Regions from separate parts of the Mus musculus genome. Here regions 1, 2, 3, 5, 6 and 7 are each linked to region 4. The links are chromatin contacts, called in public promoter capture Hi-C maps. All regions are on one chromosome and are shown on one strand. Each heading gives the region's core, a stretch centred on a gene start, on an enhancer-like site or on the middle of the called end of the contact. The rest is flanking DNA. Distances are from core to core; before and after follow the strand shown. Region 1 holds the start of Ifi27l2a (interferon, alpha-inducible protein 27 like 2A). Region 2 holds the start of Yy1 (YY1 transcription factor). Region 3 holds the start of Ddx24 (DEAD box helicase 24). Region 4 holds the start of Vrk1 (vaccinia related kinase 1). Region 5 holds the start of Eml1 (echinoderm microtubule associated protein like 1). Region 6 holds the start of Evl (Ena-vasodilator stimulated phosphoprotein). Region 7 holds the start of Slc25a29 (solute carrier family 25 (mitochondrial carrier, palmitoylcarnitine transporter), member 29).

The links. Promoter capture Hi-C pulls out the DNA fragments that hold promoters and counts their contacts. Capture Hi-C pulls out chosen DNA fragments and counts their contacts.
Region 1: a promoter capture Hi-C map of the HPC-7 cell line shows a contact between it and region 4. The contact joins the promoter of Ifi27l2a here to the promoter of Vrk1 in region 4. A contact is called at or near these places in 4 of 39 promoter capture datasets (the HPC-7 cell line, liver, neutrophils and 1 more).
Region 2: a contact with region 4 is called in a promoter capture Hi-C map of liver, with 6 times the contacts expected there. The contact joins the promoter of Yy1 here to the promoter of Vrk1 in region 4. A contact is called at or near these places in 3 of 39 promoter capture datasets (the C10 cell line and liver), 1 of 484 Hi-C or Micro-C datasets (CD8 T cells) and 2 of 115 datasets of contacts at active chromatin or transcription factors (extraembryonic endoderm stem cells and thymic regulatory T cells).
Region 3: a contact with region 4 is called in a promoter capture Hi-C map of adipose tissue. The contact joins the promoter of Ddx24 here to the promoter of Vrk1 in region 4. A contact is called at or near these places in 3 of 39 promoter capture datasets (liver, neutrophils and pre-B cells), 1 of 484 Hi-C or Micro-C datasets (B cells) and 2 of 9 other capture datasets (adipose tissue and liver).
Region 5: a promoter capture Hi-C map of embryonic stem cells shows a contact between it and region 4, with 5 times the contacts expected there. The contact joins the promoter of Eml1 here to the promoter of Vrk1 in region 4. A contact is called at or near these places in 1 of 39 promoter capture datasets (embryonic stem cells) and 1 of 115 datasets of contacts at active chromatin or transcription factors (astrocytes).
Region 6: a contact with region 4 is called in a promoter capture Hi-C map of pre-B cells, with 4 times the contacts expected there. The contact joins the promoter of Evl here to the promoter of Vrk1 in region 4. A contact is called at or near these places in 3 of 39 promoter capture datasets (embryonic stem cells, hippocampal neurons and pre-B cells).
Region 7: a promoter capture Hi-C map of liver shows a contact between it and region 4, with 9 times the contacts expected there. The contact joins the promoter of Slc25a29 here to the promoter of Vrk1 in region 4. A contact is called at or near these places in 1 of 39 promoter capture datasets (liver) and 2 of 9 other capture datasets (adipose tissue and liver).

The regions. Positions count from the first base shown.
Region 1 is chr12:103,442,224-103,445,918 of GRCm38.p6, reverse strand. Ifi27l2a (interferon, alpha-inducible protein 27 like 2A) reads left to right here and starts at 2,239. Exons shown (of 4, transcript NM_029803.3): 1 at 2,239-2,292; 2 at 2,408-2,437; 3 at 2,926-3,087; 4 at 3,536-3,695. The coding sequence starts at 2,286. The coding sequence ends at 3,609.
Region 2 is chr12:108,791,117-108,795,152 of GRCm38.p6, reverse strand. Yy1 (YY1 transcription factor) reads right to left here and starts at 1,856. Exons shown (of 5, transcript NM_009537.4): 1 at 1,062-1,856. The coding sequence starts at 1,740.
Region 3 is chr12:103,424,358-103,427,851 of GRCm38.p6, reverse strand. It overlaps Ddx24 (DEAD box helicase 24), which reads left to right and starts at 2,005. Exons shown (of 9, transcript NM_020494.4): 1 at 2,005-2,073; 2 at 3,255-3,494. The coding sequence starts at 3,260.
Region 4 is chr12:106,008,621-106,012,233 of GRCm38.p6, reverse strand. It overlaps Vrk1 (vaccinia related kinase 1), which reads right to left and starts at 1,971. Exons shown (of 14, transcript NM_001029843.2): 1 at 1,876-1,971.
Region 5 is chr12:108,421,023-108,424,684 of GRCm38.p6, reverse strand. Eml1 (echinoderm microtubule associated protein like 1) reads right to left here and starts at 1,869. Exons shown (of 22, transcript NM_001043335.1): 1 at 1,424-1,869. The coding sequence starts at 1,490.
Region 6 is chr12:108,552,879-108,556,595 of GRCm38.p6, reverse strand. Evl (Ena-vasodilator stimulated phosphoprotein) reads right to left here and starts at 1,876. Exons shown (of 13, transcript NM_007965.3): 1 at 1,383-1,876. The coding sequence starts at 1,387. Gm16596 (predicted gene, 16596) reads left to right here and starts at 978. Exons shown (of 3, transcript NR_045753.1): 1 at 978-1,217.
Region 7 is chr12:108,834,426-108,838,209 of GRCm38.p6, reverse strand. Slc25a29 (solute carrier family 25 (mitochondrial carrier, palmitoylcarnitine transporter), member 29) reads left to right here and starts at 2,334. Exons shown (of 4, transcript NM_181328.3): 1 at 2,334-2,558. The coding sequence starts at 2,525. Mir345 (microRNA 345) reads right to left here and starts at 1,237; the gene lies at 1,142-1,237.

The sequences.
Region 1 (3,695 bases), core at 990-3,489, 2.6 Mb after region 4:
GCAGAATTCAAGGTGGTAAACAGGGGCCCTCTGGAAGGGAACATGTAAGGAGTTCAAATGGGAATCAGTGGGGGAGGGGAGATTTGGGGAGATGAGACATTTTAGGAGAGAAGAGAAGTCATGGAAGTTTCTAGATCTTGGCCAGTGTTTGATTAAGTAGCTAAATTTCATCTGAAGTTGATGAAGCTTGTGTTAAAAGTGTGACAACTTCTCTAAATTATGCTTCAGTGAACTTGATGCCCTGGGACAGTCCACATTGGTCTAAGTAGCCAGTTCAATAAAGGTTACTGCTTGCAATGCAGTGTCCCCTGGGCAGTCAGGGCCTTGGTGGTGGAAGTAAGTGCTTCTGGGAGTGTAAGCAGTTCCCTCTGTAGGGCAGCACTGAAACACTCAGGAGATAGTTCCGTCCCAGGAAAGATGCTGCATCTTTGAATGAATCCTGCCTGAGTGTGATTTCCTCACCAGAATGCCCATAATTGTGAGAATTACAAATGCTGCACATTCAGGGCTTAACTCTCTGGGATGTCTTTAGCCCTTATAATAGCTATTCAATGTGCCTGTCAACCTAAAATCTTGGTGTCGAACCTAGCTCATTGAATCTGGGAGTAATGTGGGGGATAATAGAGCAGCCTTGAGTGAGTGTTTCTACAGAAATGAGTCAGGTTCTAGGGCAAATCCTCTAGAATATACAAATACCTGGCCGCCACCAAACAAAAGGGGAAATACCTTCAGTTAGCATCCAGGATATGGATGGCAGAGGCTCAGCCCTCCCACTTAATGTTCTCACTGATACACAAACACGTAAAAATATAATATATGTGTATATGTATATGTATACATATATATGCATATGTATGTATGTATACATCTATGCATATGTATATATATGCATATGTGTGTATATGTGTGTGTGTGTGTGTGTGTGTGTGTGACCCCGACTTAGAGTGTTTCTCCCTGGAAGGTAAGGCCCATGGACGTTCCCCCAAGCTTGTTTTCCCTGATCTCTAAAAATACAGCCAGAAAGAAGCTCTTTGTTCTCTATAGCCAGCCAAAAGCCTTTTTGTTTCTGTGCCTTACAGCCAGAGATGCAATAATTGTAGGAAGATCTACAAGGACATGGAGATAGACACCTGAGAGGAGGCTGCAGCTCACTGCCTTCCCCCCCCCCCCCCACCAGAAAGGAGCTGTAGCCAACTCTCCTCCCAGCTCTCCTCCCAACTCTCCTCCTCCCAATTCCTTCCTGATAGACACCTGAGAGGAGGCTGCAGCTCACTGCCTCCCCCCCCTTCCCCCCCCCCCCCCCCCCCCGCCAGAAAGGAGCTGTAGCCAACTCTCCTCCCAACTCTCCTCCTCCCAATTCCTTCCTGATAGACACCTGAGAGGAGGCTGCAGCTCACGCCCCCACCCCCCCTCGCCAGAAAGGAGCTGTAGCCAACTCTCCTCCCAACTCTCCTCCCAACTCCTTCCAACTCCTCCCATTTCCTCAGCTAGCTGTTAAAAGCCCCCTCCTGTCAGTGCTCAGGGTCGAACTCCCCTGCGCTGCATGGCAGAGGGACTTCATCCTCAGCTAGCTGATAAAACCTCTTGCAGTTTGCATCAGGTGTGGGTCACTGGGGTGCTGTCCAGCTCATCCCGGGGACTCGAGTGCAGGCCCAGCTTCAGGGGTCTTACATATACATATATATTTGGATTTTTATGTATGAATATACCTTGATTTATGACTGTCTTCATTCTGCTATAAGAAAAACCTTATCAAAATTTTTACTGTGTGGGTACATGACCTTTTGGGTAACCTAAGCTAGTCAGCCAGCCATAGCTCCAAAATGATCTCTCAACCTCTGTCAGGTGAAATGGTGATTTTTGGGCCCACATTATTCTTCCTGAGTTTGTTTATTCTGTAGGTGTTTCTTATTTTTTTTTAGTTTCCATTTCATAGCAAACACAGGTTTTGTCTTTGTAGTCTTCTTGCTCATCCTAGTACTCTCTCTCTCTCTCTCTCTCTCTCTGTGTGTGTGTGTGTGTGTGTGTGTGTGTGTGTGTGTGAAGGAGAGAGAGAGAGAGAGAGAAAGAGAGACAGAGTTCAGGAAAGATGTAAGCAGGTGGGTGGAGGACTGGTTTCAAACCCTCCCCCAGATTGTTTTCAAACTTCCCCTTTAGCTTTCAAACCTCTCAAAGGGGCGGACCCTGTCCCTATTGGTTCCCAGTACAAGCCTCTTCTTCTCTCCCCAGATATAAGCCACTCCCTAAGTTCTTCCTATGCTCTGCTGCTACCAGGAGGACTCAACATGTTGGGTGAGTAGCCCCCCTGCCCCGAGTGAGCTGGGAACGGGGATGCCTGAGCAAAGCCACCAAGAAATCCCTGCCATCAACAAACTCTAACCTTCTCTATCCATCCATCTCTCTATAGGAACACTGTTTGGCTCTGCCATAGGAGGAGGTTTGTCTCTGCTCCTGAGGGTGAGGTGGTGGGGTACCATTTGTGCTTTAGATGGGTACCATTCCTGCTGCCTGCTACTGCTGGATTCTGGAGCTGCCTGGGTGCAGAGCAGGGCCCTGGGCTGTGCTAAATCTACTCTAGGAATGAGCTTAAGATTTCTGCCCAGCTGCCCCTCCAGGCCTCATATATGATGAGCAGCAAGTAGATGAATGTGGAGAAGACAGGGAGCGGCAGCTGCTGAACACTGCAGGGTTGTATTTAACCCTCACAACCCCAGGCCCAGTGAAGGATGATTCTTCTCAAGCCTGGGAACACCACGGCTCTGTCACATCCTCCACTGACCCCTTTGCCTCCACCTTGCTCCCCTTCTTCTTTACTTTGGGATCCCCTTCCATGCTCCTCAGAATAGAAAGTCCCCAGAAACAGTCAGGGAATTGTTGGGTGGGTCATTTCCCTGAGCCTACCTCACCCAGCTCCTCTCCCTACAGCTCTGGCTGTGGCAGGGGCACCTGTGGCCCTGGCTGCCATGGGCTTCACTGGGACAGGCATTGCAGCTGCCTCCATAGCAGCCAAGATGATGTCTGCTGCAGCAATTGCCAATGGAGGTGGAGTTGCAGCAGGAAGCCTGGTAGCCACACTCCAATCAGCAGGTAAGTGTCAGGCCAGGCAAGATGACCAGAGTCCAAGACAAGGATGGTGACACCTTTCCTCTCCCTCCAGCCCCACCTTCTTAAGTGACCTGTGTCTTCTAGTTCTGTCCCTACTTTTTGATTTATTCTGAGTTAGGTGGGGGTGTGTGGGCTTTGGGTGAAAGGTGCTGAATGGCTAAAGTAGGGAGGAGTCTGAGGCATGCTACTTGTGCTCTGAATCTTCCCTGAGTGTTTTTTTCTACAATGAGTACCCCTCTGTCCTGCTATAGAGAGAGCATCTCTGTGGATAGCTCTCTGTCCTATATTCCACTTGGCCCGCATCTGTCTTCTCCTTCTGGTTCATTTTAAATAGCTCTGGCTGAAGCAAAGCCCTAAGGTTCCCATAGAAATTGGGTGGGCATCTCTGAGCATCAGGTCACTGCCTGTCACTGCACTGTCTCCTTCCCAGGGGTCCTTGGACTCTCCACATCAACAAATGCCATCCTAGGGGCTGCTGGGGCAGCTGTTGGAGCCTTGCTCTGAGCTTAGGAGATGACACTTCTATCAGCTCAACTCAAAGCCTGTACAGACTACGCAGGAGATGAAGTTCCAAAAGGCACCTTCAGAAC
Region 2 (4,036 bases), core at 607-3,106, 2.8 Mb before region 4:
CTAGGGCTACATGAACTAGGTATGGTGAGATTATTCTGTCTAGTAGTAGTTTCTTAACAATAAAGCTGACTAGCTTGTTAACACAGTACTAGGATAAAGTGAACAGTCAACAACAGCCTTTCCAGGGCTCTACCTTGAGTTTACTCATGCGGGGAAGGAACTCTTCGGTGCCCTACACAGGCTTCCTGACTTTCGCTAAAAGGCGTATTAAATCAGTAAAACAAATTATCCACTTTTTTTATTCTTTTCGTGGGGGAAAACAAGACCAGAGATACTGATAACTAAGCGATTTTTATTAGTTTGTTGGCAAATATCCTAAGCTGTGTAAACCAGCCCAGTCTGTCTGCATAGGGCCCACGACTTAAAAAACAAAATTCACAACGCGTAAAGGCCGCTGAAATGCTGTGGCTCTTCCTTCCCCTAACTCCCGTTCTAGGTCGATCAGGCGAGGAGCGCGTTGGCAGCGCGGGTGACAGGTTCCAACGGCCGCCGAACCCGCACACGAGCGCCCTACGTGCCACCCAAGTCCCGCCCCGCAGCGGCGACGGCCTGGGCCAGCGTGACCGCGGGGCAGCTGCGGCGGGGCTATGCGCCGCCCGCTCCGGGAAGGGCTTCGGGGAGACGCTTCGCGTCCGAGGGGGCCGAGCTGAGCGGAGCCGAGCGGGGCGGGGCCCCGACAGCCCCCGGGGGACGGCGGGGGAGCGGCGCGCGTCCGCCCTGCGCCACGGCCCTGTCAACGCCCGGCGGGTGGTCCGGCGCGGGGCGGCGCCCTCAACCGGCCCCGCCGCACGTCCGTTGGCTCGGGCGTGGAGGGGCGCTGGCCCCTCCCTCCCCGCCCGCCGCCCCAGCCCGCTTCCGCTCGCACAAACTACGCCATTGCGGCCTAGCCGGGCGCCGCCCCTCCCCCGCGCCGCCATCTTCGCGGCCCGCCGCCCCCGCCATCTTTTGGGGCCGCCATACTTGCCCGGGCGGAGAAGATGGCGGCGCCCATCACACACATAAAACATGGCTTCCCTTCAAAACAAAAACATCCCGAGCGGCGGCGCGCCGCCTGCACTCACCCGAGGACCACATGGTGACCGAGAACTCGCCCTCCAGGGTCTTGATCTGCACCTGCTTCTGCTCCCACTTCTTATTCCCCGGGTCGGCGCCGCCGCCGCCCGCCGCGCCGGCCCCGCCGCCCAGGTAACTCTTCTTGCCGCTCTTCTTGCCGCCGCCCTTCTTCACGCGACCGCCGCCCGACGAGGCCCCGCCGCCGCTCTTGCCGGCCGCCGCCACGGTGACCAGCGTCTGCTCTATGTAGTCGTCGTCGCCGCCGGCCGGCGCGGGCACCGGGATGAGGATCTGGTCCTCGAAGCCGTCCTCGGCGCGCAGCCCGTCCGAGTCGTCCCCGCCGACCACCTCCTCGCGCGTCTGCACCAGGATCACCTCCTGGTGGTGGTGCACTTGGGTCGGGTCGTCCGTCACCAGCGGCTGCAGCGCGATCATGGGCGGGTGGTGGTGGTGGTGGTGGTGGTGGTGATGGTGGTGGCCGGCGTGCCCGTGGCCGCCCCCGCCGCCGCCGTGGTCGCCGCCGCCGCCGTCCTCGTCGTCGTCGTCCTCCTCCTCCTCCTCGCCCACCACCGTGGTCTCGATGGTCTCCACCGGGATGGTCTCCACCTCGATCTCATGCAGCTCCACGATCTCGGCCGGCATCTCCGAGCCGTCCGTGGCGATGTAGAGGGTGTCGCCCGAGGCCATGGCTGAGGGCTCCGCCGCCACGGCCGCCGCGGCAGGCGGCCTCGGCTCCTGGGCTGCGGGAGGGAGGGCGGGCGGGCGAGGAGGCGGCCGGCCGTGGGGAAGGAAGGCAGAGGGAGGAAGGCAGCGGGCGGGCGGGGGGAGAGGGGGCGGGCGGCGGGGGAAGGGGCGGGCGCGGCGGCCGCGGGGCTTCCCCGCCTCCCGAGATCGGTGCGCCCCGCGCTGGCTCGCTCGCTCGCTCGGCCGCTGCCTGTCCTGCTTCCCCGCCTGCCTTCGCCTCGCCTCGGCTGCCTGCCCTGGCTGTGGCCGCGCCTCCTCCCGCCCTCCGGGCCGGCGTTACGCTGCCCCCTGCCTCCTGCGCCTCCGCCTCCTTCCACACAAATACCAACTCCTCAACCCCGAGCCCAGATCTCGCCGCCGCCGCCGCCGCCACACTCTGCTCCGGCTCGGCCTCGCGAGACTTCCGCGGGGCTCTCGGCCCCGCCCCGTCCCCGATTCCCCACTCGCTGTTCCGGCTCTCGCTCCTCCCTCGCTACCAATCGCAGGGCCCCTCGAGGCGCCGGGGCCCCGCCTACTCCCAACCAGGGTCCTCCCGATTGGGGGGGCCCCCGCTGGGGTAGGGGGCGTGGCGGCCCGCACGCGCGCTGGCTGGCCCCCCCGGCGCGTGACGTCAGCTCCGCGCCGCCGTCGCCTTACGGCGCTCGGCGTCGCGCGAACCCCGGCGTCCGCGGTGCAACAGTGACAAAAGTGCCGCTCCGGGGCCCCAGTCGCTGACAGGAGTGGGGCGTCGGCGCTGCGCCTTACGCCTCGGGAGCCGGCGAACTTTCCGCGCGACCCAGGCGCACGGTAACGAGCTGGGGTGAAGGGGGGCGCGCGCCTGGGGCTGGCGTGCTGCCGGCGGGGCGTGCGACCGGCGGCCGCGTGGCCGCAATAAAGTCTGCTCTGACGAGAAACGCCTGTGCTTGATTTTTGGTTTCCCGTTCGTTTTGCCTTTACTCGTTACTCGGGGTCTCGTGCGGTAGCGGCACGGACGGCGTAGCCGACCGTGTGCTGCCACGGGCTCTTTGGTCGCGTGCCGGTGGGCGGCGCGCGAAGGCGACCGCGGCAAGCGGAAGCGGCGCGCGCAGCCTAGGGTTCACCGTTGGAAGTGTGTCCGTTATTCTTTTATGACCCGCGGAAACCGGAGACCCAGCCGTTGGGTGCCTGTTGGAACGAAGGGTCTGGCTGCTCCTGTCGAGCGACTCCACTATTGTAGCTTTCTGAAAACTCCCTTCTATCTTTGAATAACTTGACACAGGCTTCGCCTATTCCTCGCTCATAAACATTCCTTTTGCCGAAAAGGACTATTTAAAAATATTCCTTTTAAATAGTCTTTGCATTTAGCTCTTTGAAAATTCCATGTCTTTTGTGATTTCCCTATTATAAGTAACAGCTTAGGTTTTCCTTGTTCAAATCATCAAATTGCTTAAGATACATTGTAGTGAAGTGTTTCTTCTGTGCTTCCTTTCGATAGACCAGGTGTGGTTTAAAGCAACATAAAGTTAGATTGCCTTTTTTTTTTCCAAGAACCGAAAATTTGAGCCAAGTGTATCTTATTTGTTTCTTAGATTTAACGGTCAGCTTCATCTGTTGAATATTCTGGATTACTTTTATCTACCGGAGTTGTTAGTGTTGAGGCAGGAGAGTATTCTAAATGCATTACATGCATCTTAGGCCAAACTTAAACAGTTGGGCATCTTATAATTTTAAACATACTTAGCAAGGTGTCCTTGTGCAGGTTTTTAATCTTTGGAGAGGGAGGTAAGTCAGGAGTTTAAAGCCAGCCTTGGCTACGTGTATAGTTTTCTGAAATACCTCGTTTCTAGGTTAACTACATAGCCCCCTCTATCCCAAAACTTTCTTCTGCTCCTGATTCCTAGGTTTGAAGATACACATTTGTGCTACAACATCTTACCTTGAATCCCTTAATCTCGGCATGAAGACAAATGATTATTGACATGCATTTTAAAGGGCATTTCTTGCCGGGCAGTGGTAGCACACGCGTTTAATCCCAGCACTTGGGAGATAGAGGCAGGTGGATTTCTGAGTTCCAGGACAGCCTGGTCTACAGAGTGAGTTCCAGGACAGCCAGGGCTACACAGAAAAGCCCTGTCTCGAAAAACCAAACAAAAGGGAAAAAAAAAAAAAAGGCATTTGTTTTCCTCCCACCTATATGAGCAGAAGCTTTGATGTCTCTGAAATTGCTGTCATTTCCCATTTTTCTGAAATGTACTTTAAATGCATTTAAGGTATGAATGTG
Region 3 (3,494 bases), core at 756-3,255, 2.6 Mb after region 4:
ATTTTTCTACCTGACCTTATTAGACTAACATCATGGTCTATGGTTGTATCCACATATTCTAGCAGAGGATTTCATTCTTTTTGTGACCAAATAGTATTCTACACTGCTTGAGTGCCACAATTTCTGTATCCACTCATTGGCTGATGGATCTGTCCATTGCTTGGTTTTTTTGAAGTGTTTGATTCAGGTGTCTCCTTGACAGACTTCACTTGCTTCACATACCTTCTGAGCAGATGGTCATTCTAGTTCTTCATTCTTCAGGAATTTCCATGATGGCTGTACTTAGTTATAGCCCACAACAATGAGCCAGGCTTTGTTCCCTGTAACATTCTCACTGCAGTGAGGCCATGTCTACCTGTGGCTCTAGTTTGCATTATCCAATTGACTAGTGGCTCCCTGAGCATTTTTTTCTTGTACCTTTTAAGAAATGCTTATTTTGGTTTATTGCCCATTTTGTAAGCATATCCTTTTACAATTGAGTTTCTGAATTCTGTATTTCCTGCTTTATTAACCACATTCAGATGTGTAGTTTGTAGGATTTCCTTTACTCTTTTTTAAAAAAGATTTATTTTATTTCATGTATATGAGTACACTTAGCTGTACAATTGTTTGTGAGCTTTCATGTGGTTGTTAGGAATTGAATTTTTTTTAGGACTCCTGCTTGCTCTGGTCAACTCCCCTTGCTTTGCTTGCTCCCTCCCAAAGGTTTATTATTATAAATAAGTACACTGTGGCTGTCTTCAGACATGCCAGAAGCAGGCGTCAGATCTCATTACCAGTGTTTGTGGGCCACCATGTGGCTGCTTGAATTTGAACTCAGGACCTTAGGATGAGCAGTCAGTGCGCTACCTGCTGAGCCATCTCACCAGCCCCTCCTTTATTCTTTTTAACAAGATATCTCTTTTACGTTTTTAGGTGTATGTCTGTGCACCACGTGTTTGCAGCACCCACTGAGGCCAGAAGGGGGCATCAGATCCTCTGGTCAGGAATTATGGATGGTTGTGAGTTGCTATATGGGTGCTGGGAACTGAACACAGATCCCTCGGAAGAGCAGTCTGTGCTTGTAACCACTGAGCCAACTCTCCAGCCCGCCTTTTTTCCCCTCTCTATTCAGGGTGGTGTGCGGAAGCATTTTTGTTTTCATAAAAATTTCATGCATCTCTTTTTGCTCTTGTCTATCCTTTTGGCGTCTTGGTGAAAGTCCCTTGCCAATGACAACACTCTGTTATCTAATTCAGTGTTAGGTGTGTATCTCATAATGCTGACACGGAAAAAAAAAAACTGATCTAAGTTAAGATATAAAAGAATACATTTTCAGGTCTTCGGAGATGGCTCAGTGGGAAGCGTGCTTCCATATGCATGGAAGACTAGTTTATTTATTTTTTTAATTTATATGAGTACATTGCAGCTGTCTTCAGACACACTAGAAGAATACATTGGATCCTATTATAGATGGTTGTGAGCCACCATGTGGTTGCTGGGAATTGAACTCAGGACCTCTGGAAGAGCAGTCAGTGCTCTTAACCTCTGAGCCATCTATACAGCCTCTAAGACTAGTTTAAATCTCCAGCACAAACATCAAAAAACAATCAAACTAAACAGGCAAATGTATCGTGACCAGCTCTGTGCAGTAGGAAAGGCACTACGAACTGGAGAACATGGCTCTTTCAACCCAGGGTTAGGTGGTTTATAAATTAGGTAAGGAAATGTTTTAAGGCTCCAGGTAGTCAGTTACTCATGCATGTGGGACAGCTACTGCACACAAACCAGACAGCGATTACCCGGGCGCTTGCGCTCCCTAGCGTCCAGGAAGGAGCTCCGAAACATTGCCTAAACCATAAACAGGAAGCGTAACCTAGGCCACACAGGGCCCGCCCCCCAGCTCAGTCCTCCGAGTTCCAGCCAAAGTCCTGAGAGAGTGCCAATCAGATAGACGCTTCCGCACAGAGGCGGAACTTCCTTCCTTAGCGCGCACGCGTGCCCGGAGCTCCGCCCCGGAACTGCAGTACTGAAGCTGCTGCAGTTCCGGGTCGGGTTGGCGCAAACGGCCCGGCGTGTGAGGTGACTGCGGCGGTGAGTGCTCTTTGTGGGTTCGGAGCGGAGCAGGCCCTGGCCGGCTGCGGAGGGGCTCCCCGGTGTCTTCGAAGCATCGTGGCTCACCGGTGTCCCCACAACCTTGGTTGCCGGTGGCTCATGCTTTGCTGTGGGCATCAAGGCCCGGCAACCTCCCTTGAAGCCCTCGTGGGACTCTGGCAGAAGGCACAGGTCACTCCCCCGCGCCCTATTTCTAGTGACGTTCCCTTCACCTTGTCAAGGTGGGGCCGAGGTGCGGCGGGGGTCGGGGGGTCGCCGTGCGTCCCATGCCATCCTCACAGACGCCATGTTAAGCGGTTTTTGACGTGCGTCACTATTTCGTATTCAGATGAGGACCCAGTGCGATAAATATCTCATTATCCTCAATTTGTAGATAAGGAGACTGAGGCACAGAGATGTGCAGCAAACACCGAGCAGGATCCAGATTTGAATCGAGTTTTGCCTTACTCTCTCCACAATGTCCCTTTTCATTTAGAGAGGACCCATGTAGCGCCACTTCCACACAGATGAGTCGTGCATACTCAGACTTTAAAGACAGGGTCTTGTGTAGCCAAGGCTGGCTTTGAGCTCCTGATCTTCCATCTCCATTCCTGAGGGCAGGATACCGGCTATGTACGGTTTTACGCAGTGCTAGGGGGGGTGGAACCTAGGACTTGACGTGTTTCAACCTATCTGGCCAAGGCCAAGATGATGGAAATGGCACTTGTCTTGTTCTACCAGGGAAAAAAGCACGCCGTATCTCAGATTCTTACTCCGTGTTCAAAATGGCTTATCAAGCCTCTTTTGATACTTATTTTGTGTACAGTGTAAAATTAGTTATTATTAGATATTATCACACCCTTCTCATTTAGAAAGATTGTAACACTAAATTCTGAGAGGAGGTGGGTGGGTGGGGGTTGCATACAAAGTAAGTGTTGGAGCTAGGATCCTAACCAGAGATAGCTCATGTGTCCTTTACTGCCTGTGTCCCCTCTGCTCCAAGCCAAACTACCTATTCTGTGGGTGTGTTTCATTTTCTGGATTTGAGCATCTCCTCTATGTAAGTTAAGCCATCTCTGTGTCCTTGGCTGTTTGCAGGGTCTAGTACGTTTTAGGAAAGCGTGTGTTGCCCTAGAGCCTGTACCCCACAGTCACTAACCCAGAAGAACATTTCTTTTCAGCAACCATGAAGGTGAAGGAGACAAACTCAAAGCCAAAGTTGGCAAGCCGTGGCACGTTCCAGAGGAAGGGCATCAAGATTGTGGGGAAATGGAAGCAAGTGACGATCGACCCGAATCTGTTTGCAGATGGACAGATGGATGACCTGGTGTGCTTTGAAGAGCTGACAGATTACCGTTTAGTCAAGAATCCCTCCCGTTTGTTCTCAAGTGAGGAGACAAAGAAGAGAAAGGCCCAGGCTG
Region 4 (3,613 bases), core at 722-3,221:
TTGGTTTTTAAATAAAAAATAACTTAAGATTTTATTTTTCGAATCAAGCCCTATTCATAGCATGTCTATTACAGGGGCCTTTAAGGGGGAAAAAAAGTCAAAATTTATATCTTTAGCGGGGCGTGGTGGCACACGCCTTTAATCCCAGCACTCGGAGGCAGAGGCAGGCGGATTTCTGAGTTCGAGGTCAGCCTGGTCTACAAAGTGAGTTCCAGGACAGCCAGAGCTATACAGAGAAACCCTGTCTGGGGGGGGGGAAATTATATCTTTGTCTTAGACATCTGGGGCATTCACTCATTATTATTTTACGTTAGTTCTCAAAATTAAGAGGAAAAAGCTGGCCTATTTCCTGTAAGAAATTTAATTTTAGGGTCTGTCAACACTTTAAATGCACTGCTGTTATTTTTAAATATATGCATGCATACTTGAATAAGACTCAGCCTAAGCTTTCCATATAACCATTCCCTGGGCACTCAAACTTATTATTAGATGCCAGGCTCCCTGCTTAAACACATCAACTCCACCATCTCATTTGTTTAACAAATAAACACTCATCATCTCTGCTACGCCAGGCATAAGCAGCAGCCATTACAGTTATCAAAGTGATATCTGTACTGGATACTAGTGCTGTACGGAATCCCTAACGCCTAACACACTTGTTATCCACCTCAATCCATGCTCCTGTTAGCTCGGTCTCCATCAGCAAGGCAGCGCTGCAGTGTCTGCCATCTGTGGTAGCACAACGGGGAAAGCCATTTTTAGTGATGTCCACTTACATTCCTTTTTCCAGGTAGATGAACATTATCTTAATTGCCCAGATGCTTAATTCCAGTCAGAACTGTAAATTAAATTTCCCCAAACAGTATAATCGACATGTCACAAAAAAAGTGACATGCCTTTCCCCTGAACTCTTAAGCCGGGGTGGGGGTGGCGCAAGTCTAGTCCCAGCACTCAGTAGGCAGAGGCAGGAGGATCTCTTGTTGAGTTCAAGGCCAGCCTGGTCTACAGAGCAAGTTCCAGAACAGCCAAGGCTACACAGAAAAAAAAAAAAAAAAGAAAGAAAGAAAGAGAAAAGGAAGGAAGGAGGAAGGAAGGAAGGAAGCAAGCAAGCAAGCTGTCTTGAAAATCCAAAATAATAATGATGATAAAATGCTGATCTACATCTTTTTTCACTGTTTTGAATTCCAGACTCAATAGATGGTCAATTCTAGTTTCGTTTTGTTTTTTTGTTTCTTTTTTTAAAAAAGGAAAGCAACGAAGCTCTTCAACGACCCGCTAAGTTTAACCACCACCTTCCCAAAGGCAAAATCGCGTTTCCAAATTGCTCCAAAAGCGATGAGGGACGGAAAGGAAGAACACACGCAGACGTAAAGAATGGTTAACGTCAACGACAAAAGAATAAACGGGTAACCCGACCAGGACTGGCGTGTGTCCCCATCTCTCAAGGACTCTGGCGCAGTTCTACATCTAAGGCGACCTAGCCTGGAAACGGTCGGAAACAAACTTTGGCGCTGGGCTGCAGACCTGTTTGCTGCCTCTGAAGACACTGCACCGGGAGCCCGGTCACCGGCGGTGGAGACCTGAGGAGCAAGCTTGGAAGGAAACGAGAAGCTGCCGGCCGCGGCTGTGCCCCGAGGCCTCACCTCACCAGTGCTAAGGAAGTGGCAGGCTCGGCCGGTCCAGGTCCCCGTCCCCGTCCCCGTCCCCGCCACCCTGGTCCCGGCTAGGCTTCGGGCGGCCTTCTAGAACCGGGCTTCCGGCAGCTCCGCGATCGGGCAGAGAAGCGAGGATTCCCGGGCAGGCCGGACCCAGCCGCGGCGCCGCCCTGAAGCAACACCGGACCTATAGTCCCGCCACCACCCCACGGCTCCCTACCCAGAGCGGCCAACTCGCGGTCCACAGCGTAGTACGAACTTCCCGCCGCTTCCCTAGACTCGCGACCTACCCACGGCGCCGTCCCCTCCACACCCCGTAGTACAGAGCCTTCCCGTTGGCTGCGAACGGCGGGGGAGGCGGGGAAAGAGGAAGACCGCGCTTCCCTGTCACCTCTCCGGACATGCCGGGAATTGTGGTCCTTACGCTTGCTCCATGCTGGGAATTGTAGTCTTTGAACCTCCAAGAGGCGAGATGGGGGCGTGTTCCTCTGAGCACAAGGGCTTCTGGGAAGTGTGGTTTGCAGCCCGCTTGCTGTTTTACATGTTACTGTGGCTCTCAAAGCCTTAAGAACCGAAATAAATATAACCAGTACTCACTGTTGCTTGATTTATTAAACGGTTAGACAAAGAGACTCATTTCAAATATCCGAAGCGCGTCTCGGTGTTTACTTAACCCACCGCAGTATTTGAGCTACTTTTGTCAAACATCAGTTTTCTTTGTTTCACCATCTCCTTCCTAGAGGTTGGAAGAATGAGCTTCAAGCTGCACTTTGGATCTGCAGCTTCTGAAGCCCTAGAAAAGGCCTTGGGTTCGGTGCTGTTCTTGTTATTGCTATTGTTTTACCAATTTGATTTTTTTTTTTTAATTTTTGGTTTACTAACAACAGCTGAGTTAAAAATGTGAGCCAACACTCCTAGCCTGTGTTGTTTCTTTTCTTTCTTTTTTTTTTTTTTTTTTGGAGGGGGGGCAGTTTCGAGACAGGGTTTCTCTGTGTAGCCCTGGCTGTTCTGGAACTCACTTTGTAGACCAGACTAGCCTTGAACTCAGAAATGCGCCTGCCTCTGCCTCCAAAGTTCAGGGATTAAAGGCGTGCGCCACCACACTCGGCTTGCCTGTGTTGTTTCTTAAGGTGGATCTTAAAACACTGTATGAGCTTTAGTCCCTACGAAATCTGAGTTGTTGCCCAGTGTGCAGTTCAGCATTGATCTTCATATCTTGAATTCACCGTCCCAGGTACCCACACCTGCTCCAATTTCTTTCCTATTTTGCCGTCTGCCCCATAGAGCAGATCCACAAAACAGCTGTACTGCATGCCCACTGCTCCCAGACTTCTGCTGAGTTTGATCCATGATGGAGCCTGAGAATGGAAGAAAAAAAGGAAAGTCACCTAACGACGATCACACACACATACACGAACAGCTAAGTCCCTTAGCTAAGGGTCACTTCAGCTGGGCTTTCCACAAGTCTGCAATGAGAACATGCCATGATGATTGTGTTGTTAGGACTAGAGCTAGTAACACACTGGCTGCCCCCGAGTCACAGGTTACTGTTTCATCCTGTGTGGCTCAGACCCCACACCTCTCTAAACAGCCTCCTGGAACATAAACCCTCCTCAACAAATCCTCTCACGGCATCTGCTTTCTGTACACACGCCGATGGAAACGCAGGCACAAGGTGAGCTCTCGATGACTATTTGTCAGCAGAGAAGCCTCAAGATTCACACATCTCGTGAGTGTGAAGTCCCACACACAGCAAGACTCTGTGGTCAGAATGCTTTGAGTGAAAGCCATTCTGCACCCACAAACAAGTACACACATTACTTGTTACATTGTGACCACATTCCCCCAGTGCGGAAGAAAGGTCCCCGCTCCCACACTGGCTCGACAATTGGCTGACCTTCAAGCACAGTTAAGTCAGCAACACAGCCTGGTCTGTTCCAAGGTGGGAATAGAATGTA
Region 5 (3,662 bases), core at 620-3,119, 2.4 Mb before region 4:
AACAAAAAGTGCCCATTTTCATACTCAAAGTCAAACTGTCAATAATATGCCCACATACAGGTACATAAAGGTTTTGTGCCTGGCTATCATTCCTTTTTTTGAGCTTCATGCCTCTCACAACCAACACAATGAGAATCCACCAGAACTATGCTAAAGGTTGTACCTACCTTGGACAGCAAAAGTAACTGTTCAGACGTGATTGATTATCAGCCAATTAAGGAAACTATTCAAAGTGCTAATTGAAGAATCTAGACAACCTACCCGGGAGCAAAAAGATTCCCATGAGTCTACACTGTAAAGTATCCCAGTGATCGGCGGAATACCAAATACAGTCTATCTGCCCCACATGAAAATCATAAGCTGAAAAACCCAAGTACGTGTATACATATAGTCATTAAAAGAAAAAGTCAAATTCCACCAAAGAAAAATAGTATATTGAGTGAATCAACACATTTGTTCCTCTTAATGCTCTCGTTTGCAAACAGGTGGTACTAAACAAGAAATGTTTCCCTAGATGACAATTACAACTGCAATGTAATTTTTCTCCAGTTGTTCAAGGGTCTGGGATTGAAATTTATCCTGACTGCACTCGAGAAAATTCTGTAAAATCCACATTTCACCCTTTAACAAACTTCTGATAAAGCAATAACTCCCAACATGCAAAAAAAAAAAAGTGTGGTAAACTTTTGTGCATGAATTATCGCACATCATGTTCTGATAAAATATGCAGAGCGCGGTGAAAAATCTTTCCCAACCCTGCTACAGAGACTATAAAATCTTTACAGCATGTATGATTCTATATATTTTTAAGATGCCATATTGGTAGCGCGGTGGTCTCCTCCCTGTAAAACCTGCCACACACATAGTCACATATAGGGAAAAACAAATCTATGATGCCGTAAACAAAATAAATAAGGTCTAACACTTTTAAGCCAGGTCCACCCAGGCTCTGGAGCACATTAAACCGTGATGATTCCATCCAAGTGACCCCAAAAGGATTCTGGAGGTCCATCTGCAGCCAGCCCTGCGTGCATCCTGCAAAGGTTTTGTTCCAGCAGTGATTTGTTTGCTGAGTTCTGCATCCAGCACCGTCCAAACAGATGTGAGTTTGGAAGCGAAAGAGCAACACGTCCCCGGAACGCCGAGGTTGCCCGGGCCTCCCGGCTCCGGGGCTCCCGGGCTCTCGCGCGCGCTTTCCGCCGCTGCATCCGCTGGGGCTCTGGGAACCACAGATCCGCCCTCGCCCGGAGCCTGGGGTGGGCATGGGGGATCCCGGGAGCCCGCAGCCGGGGAGAAGCGCGGCCCCGCGGCCCCAGCACAATGCGCCGGCGGGAACCAGAGCGACTTGGCGCGGCCTCGCCCGCGGCCCGGCCTGGCCCTCGCCACTCGGTCCCCGTGCCCCTGTCCTCCCGCCCACGCTCACCGTTGCAGAACTGCAGCAGCGAGGACGTGTCGTACAGGCTGCTATAGCTGGAGAAGCCGTCCTCCATGCTGAGGCCGGGCCGCGCCCGCTCCGGCCGCGCTCACCCACACACTGCGCCCTGCCGAGCCGCCGCGGCGCTGGCGCTGGGGCCGGCCCTGCTGTGGCTGCCGCCGGTCACCATGGCAACCCGGGCCCGCCGCCGCCGCTGCCGCCGCCGCCGCCGAAAACGAGCACCCGGCACCCGCGCTGCCCGCGAGGGGGCGGCCTCGGTGGCATGGTCCGGAGGAGACGTGGCGGGCGGGGCGCAGAGCTGGGCGAGCCTGGGTCCCCGCCCTGGTCCCCTCCCTGGTCCTTGCTCCTATGATCTACAGGCAGAATGCTACGGGGTGGGGGTGGGGGTAGAGGGATAAAGGGAGAGAAAGCAAGGGACGCTTACAGCCCGTTCCCGGACCCCAGGGACCCTCTTGCCCACCCTTTCTCCCCCTCGAGCTGTCCCCCCCCCCCGGGACCCCGGACAACTGCTGCTCTAAACTTGGACCACGGTGGCGCTTGCTATCAGCATAGCGCCTCCCACCGGGCCACTTCCAGCAAGGCGTATCCCCTGGTCTGCGTGTTCTCCAGCTCAGGGCTTGTAACTCCACAAGAACCCATGTCCCTACCCCAAGAGGGGACCAAGGATGCAGAAAGAGATTATCTCATTCCCCTTCCTCTGTGACCAACTCGTATGACGCTGTCACTTTAGACTAAATTGTTACAGACCCATAGATCTAGGTTCACCATCAGGCAGAGAATGTCAGCTTAGGAATATTGTAAAAAGCAAACCCAAGAGTCAGTAGCACACCCAGCCTATATATACAAGCGCCAGCTAGGTTAACGATCTGAGCCTTACTCCCCATGGCTAGAAATAAAGATAATGCCAAGTGACAATCGAGAAAGCTAGAGAGAAAGGAATGCTTGAGCCGAAGGTGGGTTCTGTCCACTAGAGGTAAAATTCTGAAGTTTTCGGTATTAACTTCCAGACCTTGAATACAATAGTCACATAATAATAATGGACTAGAAAGTTATCAAGAAAACTTTCAGACCTCTCCGGGGCTCTGGGGTCTCTCACACTTCATTAGAGGACAAGGCTAGGGATGGGATCTGTCACTCTGGTCCTCAAAGATGTAGGCAGAAGAGATGTCATGCCTGGTCTCTGTCCTAGCTAAGGAGACCACACTTAGAAAACAAGGCTTTTGGTGGAAAATATGTTGTGGGTGGAGACGGAAGGGCTCCAGATGCTGCTAATTCAACTGTTACCAGGTGGGTGAAGGAGAGCTATGCTGGCAATGGTGCAAGAAAGAGGAGCGAGCCTGCTATCAGGCTCGGAGCTCTGACCTGACCTGAATGAGGGGCTCATGTTGCAGACATGTGGGGAAAGAGATTGGGCTGAGGGAAAGGGTCTAGACAAGAAGCCTGGAGGGAGGAGAACAAGACAGACTCTGGAGATGGAAGGACAAAAGAAAGACTCAGGCATCGGTGGATGGGTGGGTTAGAGGGCTGAGGTTGGGTGTGACCTGGACAGCCAGAGTCAGCACTTGTTATCAAACAACCCAGTGTGTTGTCAGTGCTCTAGAGACAAGACACCAAGAGCCCAGCTGATCAGAAGGAGGAAGGATGGAGGATGGGCTGTGGGGAGATCACTGTAAGACAGGCCCAGAAGGATGAGGAAGGTCAAGTCAGGGCAGCAAATCTTCCATTAGGACTCTGGCAGTTGTAGTGACAAGAACTGGGAGACCCTGGCAAAGGGATCATAGTGAACCATGGTTGAAAGAAGAAAGTAAAAAGTTGGCGAGGTGTTGGTATCGGAGCGATGGCAAGGCAGAGAATTTGGAAAGAGCAGCCAGGAAGCCAGCAGCTCCGAAGAGGAAATGGCCTCAGGAAGCCGCCAGCACAGAACTTCCAGGAGGTTGGCACTGTCATACCTTCTCTGTAGAGCAGCATCTCTACAGAGGACCAGGCTAGAGAAAACCCCACGTGCATGATGGTGGCAGAGGCCTCCAGGGGACCTGCAGCATTGTGGAGAGACAATGTAGTTGGGAAGTGGATTCCTGGATGCTGCAGGTAAAGACTGGGGGCATTCATGGTCCGTGGGCAGGAAAGAAAAATGAGACCAAGGAGGGTTGGCAAGCAGGTGCAGTCAAGAGTCCTCGCTGTCCCCTACCTGGCACCTGTGGCTCCTCTGCATCTGTAAGGGAGCTAG
Region 6 (3,717 bases), core at 627-3,126, 2.5 Mb before region 4:
ATCTTGGTAAACAGCGAGGAATAAATCATGCTAGGAGAAAGTAAAACATGAATTCTGTTTCCACATTACACAGAAACCAACTCCAGGTAGACAGCATCATTTCATATGAAAAGCAAAATACTAGCATTTCTTCAAAATGTTAACAAGCTATCTTCTTCACTTAAAAATAGGAAACTCTACTAATTAAGAAGAAGCTAAACTGGACAATACTTAAACAGACACTTTATTTAAAAAACAAAAAACAAAAAAACCACCAAACACACACAAATGGACAATCAGTCGCTTTAGTCAACCAGAAACTGCAAATTAAAACCCTGATGGAATGTCACTTCACACTCACCATAATGGCTAAAATTTCACACAGACAATACCAAGAGGTGTCAGGAATTTTTAAACAAGGGCTAGTAAATGCTTGCTGGTATAAAGTGATAACATGATTTTGGGGATTTAGTTCTATCAACTACGACAAAAGATGTACATGTTTTTTATGTAAAAAAAACCAAACAAACAAAAAAACGAAACAAAACAAACAGACAAACAAAAAACCCAACTTACTTGTGGGTAGGGAAACTATCTACTCAATAGATATGAATGCTTTAGGAAGTACACCCACCGGCATATTCATTGCAACGTTAATGGGGAAAAGCTACACACAACTCAAAAGTCTACTAACAGTAGAATGGATACAGTGTGTACTATCTATACTATGCAGGACAGTAAGTAGATAATAGAAACACTATGGACGAACTTCAGAAATATCTTTGATGAAAGTAGGCAGACACAAAAATTACAACAGTGCATTATTTGATTTAAACAGTTCACAGAACAGGTGAACCGAATCTACAATTGGACGCTACGGTGTTTAAGAAAGATGTGCCTAGAAGATAAAATTGCACAGAAAAAAAGAAAAAGAAAGAGAGAAAGAAAACCCGGCATACGCTGCCCCGCGCCCCACCCCACCCCAGAAAGCAGGCTAAGGTTAGTCTGGAAAGGAAGGCTGGGTGCAGCAAATGAAGAGGGCACGCGGGTTTCTGGGTGTTGACAAGGTTCTAGCTGAGTGGCACATCAAAAGCCGTACCTTTTGGGGTTGCACACTCTGAGGGTTGGCAAGAGAAAGGGGACAGGTCAGAAGAGAAAGGTGAAGAGGAGAGCGCCCTAATGGAGAAGAGCTCCGTGCGGATGGCAAAGTGTGGACCGCCGGCGCGGCGCGCGCAGCGGTAAGGCACCGCAAGGCGGGCGCGGCCTCCCGCGGACCCCGCGGCCTGAGCGTCTTCTGGTGCTTGGGCCGCCGGCTGGGGGCTCTGGGGCCGCTTCGATGCCCGGGCACCCCACCCTCCACGCCGGGCGCTCCAGGCCTCGCTGCGCTCGAGGCCCCGACTCACCTCATCGTGGCTGCCGGGCGGGCACGGGGCCGGGGATGAAAGCGCGGCGCGACGGGACGCTAGCGGGGCAGCCGACCCCGGGCGCGGCGGCTCCGCGTCTGGCTGGGCTGCAGGCGGCGGCGGGGGCTCATCTTCTCCGGCGGGCGTCCGGGCCGCTAGCTGCGAGGCAGCGCGGCCGCGGCGGCGGCGGCGGTGGCGACTGACAGCTGGGCCCCGGCCCCTGCCATCTTGGCGGGCGCGCGTGCCCGGGCCGGCGCGTGCGCGTCCCGACCGCCCGCCGACGGGCCGGGGGAGGGGGCGAGCGGCGGGGTCTCGCGGGCGGGAGCGAGCGCGCGCGTCCGCCTGAGACTCGGGGCGGCGGCCGGAGGATGGGGTCCGGGGTGCGGGGTGCACGCGGGGCGGAGGACCCCTCCGCCCGCCGAGGAGACTGCGCGCGCCGACGCCCCTCGGTCGGCGGCCGCGGAGGGAATGAGCGCGCGCCGCAGCGAAGCTCCACACAAAAGGCGCGGGGCTCCGTGGTCCGCGCCTCTAAGAGGGCGGGGCGTGAGGGGCGGGGCAGGGGTGTGGCCCAGGTTCAGAGGGGCGGGGCGAAGCTTTGTGGAAAGGGTGGCTGGGCAACCGGGCCTGGGGGCAAGACGGGGGGCGTGGCCTAAGGTCCCAAAGGAGATACTGTAGCTTAGAGGAATGGGGTTAACTTAGTGAATTCCAGGGTCTTGTCTGCGAGAGAAAGACCGGGGCGACCTTAACGGGAAAGCTTAGGGATCTTAGGTCTAGGAGAGGCCTGGAGGATGGGGTTAGTAGGGAGAGACAAAGCGGAGCTCCGCGGAAAGGGCTGGAGGGTGGTGGGCCTGGGGCCGGGGTTTGGGGCGTTGACCTGGAGCTAGGCGAGCAGAGTCGGGCAGAGACCCCACAGAATCCCTGGTGGTGGAGGAGTTGTATAGAAAAGGGCAGGTGGAGAGGCTTAGGGCAAAGGGTGTGATTTGTGAGGCAAGGCTGAGCGGGGAGAGTGCCAGGAGGCACGTGGAGCCCTACTGAACCGGCTTTCCAGTGCATTCAGAACAGAGCATTATGGGCTGAAAGTTGCAATTTTTAAACGGATCCCTTGCTCTGCAGTACTGTTAGCAATGCCTGAGGTTATAGTTCTCCTAACCTCATGTGTTCCCTTCTTCCTGGGAACCAGATTGGTCTCTTTGTTACAGAAGAGCCTTGTCACATCCTAAGAGTTATGAAAATACTCAGGCCTCAGGTCACCTGAAGGTATTCCAGGTGTCCCCAGGAGAGTCCGGGTTGGTGCACACTTTTATTCCAGCCAGACATTGTGCTTTTCCACCAATCTCCAGGTGTCTGTCCCTGGGGTCTAACAAGTTGTTGCCATTCTGTAACTTGGAGGGAAGAATTAGTTGGTGGGTTTGCTGTAAAGATAGTGTCCTTCCTCTGCACCCCACACTAGAATCACTGACACTTTTGAGGAGAACCCATTTTCCAAAGCCAAGAACCGGTGGCCTCCAAAAAGAAATCTTTTTGAGGCCACATGTTTCAAAAACTGTTTAACTTTTTGTAACATTTTATATCAGAAGAGTGGGAAACACCAAGTTCTTCTACATCCAAGGAATAAAGCCTTCTTTCTGCTTTGCTCAAGAGAGGTTGGCTTCAAATGGCTAGCTGTTAGGGAAAGGGGAAGGGCGGGTGGGGGTAGGGAGAAATGTGAGCAAGTCCCTTTCAGTCTGTTTCCTACTGACCTTGGTGCCTCAACAGATCCTCAGCAGCCTGTAAGGTGAGCTTCGGGATTCCCACCTACTGGATAAACATGTTTGGCATTAAATGTAGGGCTGGTTTAGACAAAGATCAGCAGCCTCCACAGGGAAGCAGGATACAGCAGAGGATGGGAGTGGTCCCTGTCTGTCTTGGCCCGGCCCTTCTGGCAGCTCACGGAGCCCTCTGATGAAAGAAACAGATTGCAGAGACATCCTTGGGACCAGAGCTGCTGGTTTTAGGAATTCACTGAGTGTGGTGGGGACGATGACGTTCCCTCTCTCACAATGCCTGTCCCCTTATCTATGGAAGTACTTGGCAGCGGTTGGCAGGAATGACTGACAAAGGGTGCTGTGTTCCATTCTGGCAAGAAATAAAAATTACCTTTGATCCATTTTGCTCTCACAACTTGAGGTTAGCCTGGGGTTCCTGTATTGACTCACAGATTGAGCTCTTCAGCTTCAGGTGACTCTCCTTAAGATAACGGTGCACAGCTTGAAGAGAGACAGTTTCTACACCACAGCCTTGCAGCCGCCCTTGGGAAGACACCGAGACAGGAGGCATTTGATGGGGTGGGAGGGAA
Region 7 (3,784 bases), core at 1,085-3,584, 2.8 Mb before region 4:
ACCTCAGTCCCCGTGGGGCAGAGTTTGAAGAGGTAGTAATTTCACCCTTGTAAAACATAAGCCAACAATAAAACAATACAGCCCCAGAATCTGGGCGCTCCAGGACTCTCTGGTCTCTCCCCAGCCAACAACCAAGGTCAAGCATTTGGACCTACCTTGTCTTCTGCCTCAGCTCATCAATGGCCTGGGCAAAGGGCTCTCGGACAGCAGGATACCTGCCTCAAGTGGTTCCTTTCTACATAAGTGCCTGCCCCACCCCACCCCCAAACCCCAACAGAGCTGACCAGCAGGCCCAGGGGCCACACTCAGCCACACAGGGCAGATCCTGACCCACCCAGGGTGACATGCAACCTTAGCTTAGCCTTCCATTCCCTCACGCATTTTGTCCCCAAACCTAGTAAGTCCAGACACAATACCGGCCCGCCACAACTGGCCCACCCAAGCTCTGCCCACAGGGTCCCACAGGGTCCCACAGGGTCCCACAGGATCTCTACAGGGTCGGTCTCTAGTCCCTCCAATGGTTCTGCAGCTCAACTATGGAGTGAGTACCCATGTGTGTGTATGAGGCTCCTGAACCCTTCCGTAGAGGGGGTCAGAGCTCCACACAGCTAATGCCAGGAATGACATCCGCATGAAGGCAGGCTCTCCCACGCTCCTACCTGTCTTCCTCTCTCTGGCTTTTTGACGCACGTTCCCTTCAACACAGAACAAGGGCTGAAGAGATGAGGCTCAGGAAGTTCTCCTCTTGCCTTCCCAGCATGCATGAGACCCCGAGTTCCACCTCCAGGGAAAGAAAAGGTAACCAGGTGTCATCATTCAGGAGGCAGGCCATGAAGGTGTCAAGTTCAAGACCAACCTGGGCTACATATCAAGAGCCTGTCTCGAAGCCACAGGCAGAAAGAGCCGTCTTGTCTCATCGGATGCCCTCCCGTTTCTTAGAACCAGAAACCAGGGTGGAGGCGTGAAGACCCGAGCTTTACCACCGGACCCCAGGGTATTCTTATGGCTGTGTCCCTGCAGGAGGATTGCTGGGGTTAATGGCAAAGGCCTCAGGAGGGATCCTACAATCACCCCAGTTCCAGTGTGTACTTCCTTCTTCCTCTTACCACCTGCCTTTAGAAGGCATCCAGATGACTCAAAGCCTGTGGAGATCAAACCCAGGTCTCCAGACCCCTAGTTCAGGGCCCAGTAGCCACCACAAGCACTGGACTAGGGGTCAGCAGGCCTGGACTTGGGTGTCGGCTTCACGAAGGGTCCATTCAATTCCAAGGATAAACACCACCTCTCAAACAACACTGGGGTCCCTGGTCTCAGAGCTGCCCCTCCATCAGATCTGCCATCCCACAACTCCGCGCCCAGTTTAGGGAGGGGAGAGGCAAGAGCAGAGTTCGAGTAACCACAGGAGTCTGTTACTCCACTCTCAGCTTAAAAGAAAGTCACGACCAGCAGAGGCCCGGTAAGTGATGGCTGTATCCATCACTTGGACTTGCTTCCAGACTCCTTGCTGTTGTAGATATTACCAGCAACTGGGGGGGTGGGGGGCGGCGCGTCGGGTTCTTAGCCCACCTCAACTTTAATGCTCTCCAAGCCTGGAATATCTGCTTGCTCCTTGTCCTGCACCTAGCTCACCCTGTCCCAAGGCCCAGAGCTGCAGTCAGATGCCCGCGCCCCTGATCTGGCCTGCTGGCGGCTCCCAGGAACACGTCGGGCTTGGCGGCACCCTTCCATCCTCAGGCCCCATCCACAGGCCCCTTCTGTTTGAAAACGTTTCTACGTCCTTCAAACTCAAGTCCCTGTCTCTGCCTGGGTGCACTGGGTCCTCAGTACTCCTGCGCGTTCGCTTAAGAAGATCCGGGGCCTCAGAGGCCCCTCCAAGTGGGCGGTCGTTCTCGAACTTTCCCAGCAAGCTGAGTCCAAGACCAAAGTAGGCCTTGGGAGAGTCGCGGCGTTCCACGTGTGCACTCGCCACTGTGTCCTCTTGACACAGGCAAGGACGATGAGGTTGAGCAGGAGAGTCGCATCCAAATACCGTGAGGGGTCCGAGGATTGAAGCAGATCGAGCGCCGCCCTTCGGACCGTGCGGTTGGGAGGTTCTGGGCTCCAGTGTGCAGTGTGCCCACCGCACTGCCCCTTCCTTGCGCCGTGCGGGCGGGCCCGAGAAGCACAGTCTTTGTCTACTGAGCCGGGAGGCACCCCCGCCCGCCGCGCCCGAGGCCACACCTTCCAGGCGCGCCCAGCCAATGAGACTTGGCGGCGGCACCCGGAGCACGGGGTGTGTCCGTGCCTCGCTTACCGATTGGTTGCGCTCTGCCCCCGCGGGGGCTGAGGCCGACGGGGCGGTGCGAGCGGTGCGAGGTGAGGCCCGGCAAGCTGGACGCCAGGGGAGTGCTTTTCTAGGAGTCGCCATCCAGTCGCCTCCCCGACCCGGCTGCGCGCCCGGAGGCCAGATAGCAGGAGTCGCGACGGCCAACCGCGGGCCGGGCCCGAGGAGTAGTAAGACACAGCCGGCTCGCCGGGCCGGGCCATGGCGCTCGACTTCCTGGCTGGATGCGCCGGAGGTAAGGAGATGACCGGCATGCCAGGCGGGCGTTCTGGCTGGTACGCGGCGACAGGTGTCTTCTTGACCCTTCCGTGCGCACTGAGTGCAAGGTCTGGGGATCCTGGCAGCACCGCGGCTTGGCCGGAGGCAGGGACAGAACAGAAGGATGCGGGCGCGCAGCCTACTGATCCCTTCCCGCAGCTGTCTGAGCGAGGCTGGTGACACCGCGCGACCTCCTAGAAGGCTGGCCCGACCCCAGGCGCCCAGCACTTCCCATGCATTGCTTTAAGCTGCTGGAGGGCTCAGGAGAGGAGGAGGCGGTCCACCGGGTGGTCAAATAAATGGTCATGTCAACCTGACTGAAGAGCGCTCGAAGCTGAGAGCAGGCTAGGTCTGCCCATGACACTACCGTGCGGACCTGTTGAACGTTTAGTGCCTTTCCTTTTGCCTAGAGGATTAGTTTATTTACTAAGTATTAAATAGAGCCTGGTTTAGCCGCTGGGATTCCAGGTGAATCGACTGAGGTGGTAGTGGTCTGGCTGGTTATATGTTCAGCTCTGAGGCCCAGACCTGGCTCCTCATCCACCTGTCCTGCTGTCTTCATCCTTCATAGCCCTACCCGGAAAGGTCTCTCCTGGAACAGTGATAGGCTGGAGTTGGCCTTAGGTGCTTAATCCGTGCTTGCTTCTTCCTGGATGGAGAACATTGCTGTCTGGCAGAATGCCTTCCCTGAGCAGTGACGTACCCTCTAGGTGCTTGAGAACCACCAGACTGTCACCAAGTCTTTCTTCTGTAAGCTGTGGGAAGGCCACAGAGATTTCCACAAGCAGGTGGAGAATTAGAGACCCAGAAAGAGCCCCATGCTAGCCCCAGCTGTAACAGGGCAGGTGAGGGCATCTTCAATGGCCAGGACTCCTGCCGTGGCCAAGACCCCCTTGTACTGCAGTTTCCCCAGGGCCAGAGTTACCTCCATTTGTAGCCTGGGATATACAGTTGATCTGGGGAGCATATATTCACCCTGAGGCCAGGCTTGCATAGAGACTTTGAGCACCCCCACTGTCCCACAAGCCCATGGGCACTTGCTCAAGTAGGCCCTCCCTGCCTGGGATACCCATCTGTCTTCAACCAGCCTGTCTCAGGGTGGTCATGTGCCCTGTCTCCAGCCTGGTCTGCATTCTCACCCAGGGTGTGTAGAGAGTGCCCAACTACGTGAAGTCAAGCACTGACTTCATGCACGTCTGAGGT